Linked DNA regions of Gossypium arboreum: region 2 is linked to region 1. Evidence: chromatin contacts called from public Hi-C data. All regions are on one chromosome and are shown on one strand. The core of a region is the stretch at or near the end of the contact, and the rest is flanking DNA. Distances in the headings are between cores, read along the strand shown. Region 1 holds the start of LOC108487382 (18.5 kDa class IV heat shock protein). Region 2 holds the start of LOC108488450 (acyl-coenzyme A oxidase, peroxisomal-like).

Region 1 (4,716 bases), core at 1,580-4,079:
TTAAGAACTAGTTGACATCTATGGAGGAAATATTTTGCTTAGAACAAGAAGGTTTAAGATGTTAGGGAGATCAACTTGAACTTGGGCATAAACAATTGAGTTTGAAGTTGAGCATGAAAATTGAGCTTATTTTACTAGGTAAATGAACTTAATTGAGCCTAATCTATCATGTTCAAGCAATTCAATATTTATTTGGAATCGAGCTTGAGCTTTAAGAGTAAAACTCAATCAAGCTCAAACCGAATTTCATGTCTCTAAGTCTGAGTTGATCGAGCTTCTTACAGTTGGAACTCCACTGGACTTGCGGTTACACCTCTACCCTTAACCTGACGGAGTCTAATATTTTTACAATGAAGTAGGTTTGCTCCATTGTTGTCAGAATTTTGGCAGTAATGCAGCACATGGTATTTGAAACCTACCATAAGGTTTCCTAGTACTAACAGTAATCAGAGGAGTCCCTTCCGATCAATGGCTTATTGTTTCCTTCTTTGGCTCAGGTCATGTTTGGGGACATTGATATTGATTTATCTGACGCTGAGAGTTACGGCAAACTATTGATGTGTTCAATCTACGTCAGTCAGGTTCAAATGTGAGTGCGGTATACAAGTGTGTTGAATTCTTTTTTCTAGATTTCATGATCATATCCTGTACTCATGTCTGGATATAGTACGAGTACCTAAAAGATAAAGTGAAAAGTCGGAGTAACATAGGATTCAATCATGTTTTGTACCTTCTTCTTTATTTTGTTGAGCATCTTTTCTTGAAGTTTATTGAGATTTCGTGTTTTGAGAACTGCTGCTTTATAGTTTAGCTTTCTAAATGTCAATATTATTGATTTTCCACTGTAAATATGACCAGTGATTCAGTAATTCATCATCTCTTTATCATTGTAAGGTTGTAAGGGTTCGTTTGTTTACATGGAAAAGGTTTTACGATAAAATAAGCTCTTTTTCCTGTAAAAATAACTTACTATTTTGAAAAGAGTAAGTCATTTTCCGGAAAAGAGTTCATTTATAGATAATTTTATATTTTATAAAAATTAACTTAAATCAAGCTTAATATTATTATATTGATAATAAATTTTATTTTTTAAAAATATTTAAAATATTATATTTTTCAATATTATTAAACATACATATTTAATTATTTATATTTAGTGATATAATAAATAATAAATTATTTAATATTTCAATTTTATTTTAATAATAAATTTTAAAATAATAATTTAAAATAATATTATTCACATATTATTGAAAATATTCAATACTAATATTTTAATAATAAATGTTTTGTAGTATAAAGGTTAAAATATATGTACACTTGTAATTTAGTCTTTGTACTTTTATTTTCAAGAATTTGTCCCTTTACTTTTCAAATTTGAAAATCAAGTCCAATTGTTGACATCGTAGTCATGTAATTAAAAATGACGTTGTAATGAATCAATTTAACATAATATTTTTAATATATACAAAACGATGTAAAATATAAAATTATAGATAAAAATAAATTTAATTAAACAATGAGAAAATAAGAAAATCTCAAATGCATGTTTGTTTAATTGAAAACAACTTTTATGAAATGTTTTTAAGAAATATACCAAACAACAGAAAATATTTTATACAGTTTCATCCAAACACCAGAAAATATTAGCTTTTCCAGAAAAGTAAATCATTTTCCAGAAATTATTTTCCTAAAATGTCAATAATATTTTCCTGGTTAATGCAATATAATTTTTAATTTTTTATTGGGTTAATATATCAATCAGTGCTTAAGTTTGATTTTAGTATTTAATTTGGTATTTGAGGTTTTTTTGTCTCAATTTGGTACTTGGATTTGGTTTCAATATTCAATTTGGTATCTAAACCAAATGAGATTATGTGGCCCAAAAAATTTTCAACACATGCTATAGTAAACAAACATAAGTACCAAATTGAACATATTGAAACTAAACTCAGGTACCTAATTAAGACAAAAAAATTTTAAGTATCAAAATAGAAAAACTTAGGTACCAAAGTGAACATTAAAGCTAAATTTTAGGTATCAACTTGAATACTAAAGTTAAACTTAGGTGCTAAATACAACATATCTTCTTTATAATAATATTTTGCGACAACAGCCAATTTTTTAAAAAAAATTAATTTTTTAAGTTTTATTTTAGTTCTATAACTTTTCACTACGTTCTGTATTAAATTAATTCTTCATAATAACATATGATCTAAATTTTTAAGTGAAATTATAACTAATTCATGTAAGTAAACCTGCATTTTTCATGGACTCCCCCACTGTGGGGCTTGTGCCGAGCCTCTTATTTCTCAGGCTTGACCGGTCGCTAGTAGAGGCTCGTTTTTCTCAAGTTTGACACTGTACACTTGATTCGAAGAGCATTTCTTGTTGGGGCTATGCGGAGATCCATCGGGAAGATTATGAGAAAAAACGCACCAGTTCATAGTGTTTTTGGTGGTTGAAGTCCAATGATGAGTTTGTTTTTGGCTTGTTTGAAATTTAGTAATGTTATTCTTATTTTTTTGTTTTGTTGTTGTAGCAGTTTTTTTACGACTAAGTGTTGTTTACATATGGTCTAATATTTGATCAGGTGTTACAGACATCTTTCACCAACCAGACTCCCACTCCAACTTGGGTACTGGGCTTGGGCTTAAAACCCCTTATACTTTTTATGTGTTCTGAATTTTTTTAACCTTTCGACCTGTAATGGAATCTTCATAGTTAAAAAGTAAAAATAATGGAAAAGCCTAGAATACAGTGCTCTAGAGTGGGCTAAACCTCAGTTGAAGCCTCAAACTCTCATACCAACATATCATTCTAGAAAGTGCCGGAAAAGACGAAATGTCAATTATGCCCCTGCTGGAGATTTCCTTTTTGTTCATTTCCTCATTGAGGTTGGAGCGCATTAAACTAGACTTTGCTCTTTCCTCTGTTTACTGTGTTTCCAAAATCAAGAGCTTTCAACACACTCCTTCACTCCAAACCCACCAGAAAGAAACCATGTCAATTGTCCCGATCAATGGCCAACAAGGCACACCCACTGATCCTTTCTCTCTTGAATTATGGGATCCATTCAACAACTTGGATGTTTTGAACCCATTCTCCCATTCTTTCCCTTTCCCTTTCCCTTCATTTCTTTCCACCCATTTCCCTGGTTTCTCCTCTGAAATTTTCCCCTCCTTGGGGACCCAACTCAATTGTGTAGAAACCCCAAGGGCCCATGTCTACAAAGCCTACCTTCCAGGGGTCACCAGAGATGAAGTTCTGGTTTTCATCGATGATGACAGGATGCTTCAGATAAGCACTGAAAATGGTAACTTCATGAGCAGGTTCAAGTTGCCCGACAATGCAAGGACTGATGAGATTGAAGGTTTTATGGAGAATGGGATGCTCATCGTCACTATTGGGAAGCAAACTCAAGCTCCGGAGAGGCCAAATGTTAGGGTCGTTGAAATCACAGAGTAATTTCACTTTTTTTTTTAATGCAAAATGTCAAGTGATGCTCTACTCTATGGTGTTTGTTGTGTTTTGAAGCTTGAAAAAATGTGTTTAATGTCAAAGAGTAAGTAGGTTCTTGTACTAGAACAGTAGTTTTAGTAGTAATAAAAGCACTTTTGTGTTGTGTACTTTGCTTCAACTTTGGTTTAAGAAGTTAGGAACAGAATTCAAGCCGATACAATACCTCAATTCATCACCGCCTGTCAGAAGATATTTGGATAAAATTAAAGATTAGATGAGTAGAGGATGTTGAGGTGAAAGAGAAAATTCCATTATTCAGGGGAAAGAATCTAAGTTTTGTTAATAGACATGAACAAGTTGAAACCATTTCGGAACTTCATTTTTAAGATAAAGAAATCGAAACTCGAAATGGTAAATTGTTGGAACTGGTAAAAGGATGAACAATTCCAAAGGGGCTGAAGATGATGACACCCAGGGATGGATGGATCCAGGTAGGGGTTTTCATGGGTCTGGCTATTTGGCAGATTTGAGTAAAAATATAGGCCCGAAAAATAAGTTTGGATAAAAAAAAGAAAAGCTAATTTAAAAAATAAATTTAAAAAATGAATTGAGTCTTGGGTCAGATAAGTCTTTGGTAAAATATTTTTAGCCTGGGTTTGGCTCTGCTCGGTTTAACTTGAATTTATTAAAGAATAAAAATTTATATATTTTTTTATTTTTGAATGTTATTTTTTTATTTTGTTACTATTTTATTATTATGTTGTTATTATTTAGATATTGTATAAAATTTATTTTCTTGTTAACTTTGTTATTATTTTAAAAGTATTTGTTAATTTTTTATTATTTTAGAGGTATTTATTTGTTAAGTTGTATTTATTTTAATGGTATTTAAGTCTATATATTTTTAAAATTTATTTTTAATTTGTTGAGAAATATTTATTTTGATGTTTTTAGTATTTTTGATGTATTATATAATTTTAAAATAATATAAAAATTAATATGGATGGGTTGGATCGGGCTTGAGTTTTAATATTTTTATTTAAGTCGAGCTTGAATAAAATTTTAAGCCTGTTTTTTGAAATCGGCCCAGCTTGTCTCATGAATACTTTTAGGTTCAAGACCCTATTATTGTGTCTAAGTTATAATTTATATTATCAAAATATTTTTATTTTTAATTATATAATAATTAAATATTAATATATGATAGGGCTTGAAAGGCTAAATTTAAAGGTTGAGTATGGATTTTAAAGCAAA
Region 2 (4,716 bases), core at 1,370-3,869, 220 kb after region 1:
TATTGTTTCACTTAATAGTAAACTCTATTTTATTTTGCATGCGAACCCTTGTGTTTTATGAATGTATGGTTTTCCACTACTTTATCTTTATCTTCTTTATCTTGATCTTCACCTCAAACTATATCTTCATTTTCATCTTATTCCTCCTTGGTTGAGTGTGGTGTTGTTCTAGGTTGCCATCATATGTCGTCCGTTCTACTAACAGGTGGTTGCCAATATGAGCCAACTCAGTAAAACAATGACGTCGAGGGTGTTTGCAACATTATCAGCGGATAAATGTATGATGCCGCATAACTCGATTGTGGATAAAATGTTGGAATTATCAGCGATGTGAGATACATCGATGTTGTTGTAGGCATTATCATGTAATATAGTGTTAGGGACAGAGGTGGTGTAAAAAATATACCTGCATGCAGGGTACGATGGTGGATAGTGTGATGCTTGTGTAAAAATAACGGGGATAGTGAAAACACCAAAATAATATGAACCATACTGACTGGAAGTGGTGTAACCATCGGTGACTCATGTTGGGTTGGAGCTTATGATGAATTTGTTAAGGTAGCATTTATTCCTGACCTAGGATTCATGCGGAATCGTCTTGGCCTCCTACGATGACGTTACTTTGCCCTTTTCTCATTCGATAGTAGATATGACTTGTCGTGATGTCTAAATCATCTCATGTAGTCTAGAGAGGTAACCAATTTTAGTGCAAGAACAAGGTTGTGTATAGGTACGAAATTATACCTATGTTTCTAAATGTTGATATATTTTTCGTGGAATTTCATCCAATCTTTGTCGGTCTTCCCCCACCAGTTGACCTTGTGCAGTTCTTCGAGGTATTGGGGTGACGGCGGAATAGTTTGCCTAAACCCAAATTGGCATAGCACTCAGTTGGATTCGTGTATCTCTATTGTCGCGAAAACTATCAATGACACCTTGACTTGCCAGATATTGCAATTGGCAAAAAATTCGTCCGAGATGCATTCTTGAATTTTTGGATCGGCGTATGACATCAATTTAAACTATAGTATGAAATTATAAATTTCATTATCTATCTAATATTATGTTTCAAATCCTTACATAAATATTATAAAATTAAAAAATTCAAAAATTAATCTTTGCTTTCGATCGTTGATCTAATAGTAGTCAAATGTCTTCGAGCTCGCCCGCTATACCCACATGACTTGCCCCATTGTTTCACCTATTTAAATAATATTTTATTTCAAAAATATAATAATGAATAAATATTATGATAACTATATTATCAAATGAAATTTACTTTGTTACGAGTGGGAATCAATAAAGGGTGTTGACTCAAAGACATAAAAATGGTAACCAGTATCATGCTCATGACTGCAGAAGGAGTATACAACCACCGATTTTAAATTTTTATGGTTGCGTCACTCAACACATCTTTCGGTATAGTGTGGCCAACACAACTGATCCTTAACTGAGTCGCCTCACTTCTTTCAAGTCAACAAGTTGTAGTAGCCACCTTAGATGTACTAGGTTTTGAGATTTATCGAACATTAGAATACCCCCGATTAACCTCAAGATGAATGCTCGGGGGTATTGTTGCCTTTCAATGGCACTTGCGGAGTTGTTACAATATTTGAAAATTTCTTCCAACCATTTCATCTCTATTCGGCTACCAAAAAACTTCTCCAACACCTTGCCTACTAGTGCATCACAAATGTCGTTCAAATCGCCAATCTTTACGATTGGCCTATCCACCGATAAATTGATTTATAACGATACGTCCCCAAGTGTGATTGTACACTCATTGCATGAAGGATGGAATGTGTGTCTTGGGTCTCTATCTTTCCACCAGTGCGTTGACAAATGTGGAATCCAGTTTTCACCCCCTTAGCATATAAGACACATGCAAAAATCCCATCTCTTACAAGTCTTCTTCAATTACACACGTTGCCCTCGCAAATAAATTGAGGATGTACGTCTCTAAAATTCGATCTTGACTAATTATATAAACATAAAAAATTATAAATTTAACTATATTAACAACTTAATAATGAACTTAATTAAAATTAAAAATTAAAAATATTTTCTTACCATTTGTAATTAAATGCACAAAATGTGCTTGCTATCAAAATAAATTAGCGAATTATCATTATAAAAACCAATTAAAAACAAATAAGTTACGAAATATAAAATTAAAAGAACAACATCTTTAGAAAAATTATCTTTTAAAAACTGAAAACTAAAAACTTTAAAAATTAAGAGAATTAAAAAATGAGATTTGAATGTAAAAAGAAAAATTAACTTGAATTTATATAATAAATAAACTAGCTGTTTTTAGCCTATTTCCATTTTTTAAAATACATATTTCTCTAGTTTAGCTAATATAAATAACTGAATTAATTATAAATATTAAAAAGCTAAAATTTGAATTATTTTTAATTTCGTAATAATTTTCAGAAAAAATAATTACTATTTTTAAAGGATGAAATTAATATCGCATAAATTGTATTATTTTTTAAAATAGATAAACCAAATATGTGTGAGAAAAACCAAGTTTATCCATTCTGCGTATATGGGAAGATAAGAATAAACAGGACAAAACAAACTCTAAAGGTCAAATCCCACTCTGTCTCAAAAACTGCCACGTCATCACTATATCCATTCCCCCAAGTCCCCGCGCTAACTTAACGACTTTCCTTTCTTCCAATAAAAAATTGGCATGTCACCATGACTTTTATGTTTGAATTACTCAGTCCCCTCCTTTTCTTCACATTTTCAGAAGACAAACCACCGCTTAAAAAAAAATAATAATAATCCCCCGGTGTCGTAAAAACATGAACCCAAATCAGACGGTGGAGGATGAATCCCATCCGTACATCACCGCCGCGAGCCGCCGTATCCAGCTTCTGTCCCTTCACCTGACCCCGCTTCCACCTTCTCAACCTTCACCCCAGCTCAACATGCTAATATGCGCCAAGGCGGCCAATAAACTGGAGGTTGACAAAGTCTCTCTCTCAACCTACATGAGAGGGAAAAACAGGGATATTCAAGAGAAAATCATTGAATTTTTCGAGTCAAGGCCCGATTTACAAACCCCGGTCGGGGTTTCAATGAATGAACATAGGGAGCTTTGTATGAGACAGCTGGTTGCGTTGGTTAGAGAAGCAAAGATCAAGCCTTTTAGATATGTTGTTGATGACCCTGCTAAGTATTTCGCCATTACTGAAGCTATTGGGAGTATTGATGTATCTCTTGGGATCAAACTTGGCGTCCAGTTTAGGTATATTAAAGATTCAATCTTGGTTGCTTTTTGGAGTTTGGGTATTTAAATTTATGAAAGTTATTCATTTTTTAAGTTTTGGAATCTATGGTGTTTTTTTTTTTTTTGAGGAATTTATTGGTTTTGGATTAATCGTAGTGAGTTGGAATGCTTAAAATTGTGCAGTCTTTGGGGAGGTTCAGTGCTAAACTTAGGAACTGAAAAGCATAGGGATAAATATTTTGATGGAATCGACAATCTGGATTATCCTGGGTGTTTCGCCATGACAGAACTACACCACGGTAAGCTCTCTGTTTCAACCATGACAATCTGGATTTTCTTGTTATAAATTATGGTGGTGTTTTTTATGTATAAAAAACTAAACTGTGAAATTTATGTGGATTTTGAAAGGCTCAAATGTACAAGGTCTTCAAACCAGGGCAACATTTGATCCAGTTACAGATGAATTCATCATTGACACACCAAATGATGGAGCCATCAAATGGTGGATTGGGAATGCTGCAGTTCATGGCAAATTCGCAACAGTTTTCGCTAAACTCATTTTACCAACTCATGACTCCAAAAAAGTTTCCGATATGGGAGTCCATGCTTTCATTGTCCCAATAAGGGATTTAAACACTCTCCAAACACTTCCCGGAATCGAAATCCACGATTGTGGCCATAAAGTTGGCTTGAATGGAGTTGATAATGGAGCACTGCGATTCCGTTCGGTTCGAATCCCCCGAGATAACCTTCTTAATCGATTCGGCGATGTTTCTCGAGATGGAAAATACACTAGTAGTCTCCCTACTATAAACAAACGTTTCGCTGCCATGTTAGGTGAACTTGTAGGTGGGAGGGTCGGCCTTGCATATGCTTCCGTTGGCTTCCTCAAGATTTCGGTCACTATCGCTGTTCGATACTCCTTACTACGCCAGCAATTTGGTCCTCCCGAACAGCCTGAAGTCAGCATTCTAGATTATCAATCACAACAGCACAAGCTCATGCCGATGCTGGCTTCATCGTATGCATTTCATTTTGCTACTCATTATTTGGTCCAGAAATATTCGGAGATGAAGAAGATGCACGATGAACAACTCGTTGCTGATGTACATGCACTTTCCGCAGGCCTTAAGGCCTACGTGACATCATATACAGCAAAGTCATTGAGTACCTGCAGGGAAGCCTGCGGAGGCCATGGATATGCCGCTGTCAACCGGTTTGGTAGCTTGAGGAACGATCACGATATTTTCCAGACATTTGAAGGAGACAACACAGTACTTATGCAACAGGTTTCAGACAAATCAACCTTGCTTGAAAACTTACAATGTCTTTTTTCAGTTTTCCTTCATTAGACCTTGAATTTGCTTTTTGATACAACTTAATGGGAATTCTTCTTGGGATCTATCTAGGTAGCTGCTGATCTATTGAAGCAATATAAAGACAAGTTCCAAGGTGGTTCTCTTTCTGTTACATGG

What was found. Hi-C and Micro-C count contacts between places; a contact is called where the count stands out from the background.
Region 2: a contact with region 1 is called in a Hi-C map of leaf, with 3 times the contacts expected there. The contact joins the promoter of LOC108488450 here to the promoter of LOC108487382 in region 1. A contact is called at or near these places in 2 of 5 Hi-C or Micro-C datasets (both in leaf).

Annotation. Positions count from the first base shown.
Region 1 is chr10:16,240,998-16,245,713 of ASM2569848v2, forward strand. It overlaps LOC108487382 (18.5 kDa class IV heat shock protein), which reads left to right and starts at 2,830. Exons shown (of 1, transcript XM_017791710.1): 1 at 2,830-3,640. The coding sequence starts at 2,845. The coding sequence ends at 3,468. LOC108487623 reads left to right here. Exons shown (of 7, transcript XM_053020502.1): 7 at 498-893. The coding sequence ends at 558.
Region 2 is chr10:16,458,276-16,462,991 of ASM2569848v2, forward strand. LOC108488450 (acyl-coenzyme A oxidase, peroxisomal-like) reads left to right here and starts at 2,620. Exons shown (of 7, transcript XM_017792729.2): 1 at 2,620-3,259; 2 at 3,425-3,540; 3 at 3,650-4,530; 4 at 4,651-4,716. The coding sequence starts at 2,814.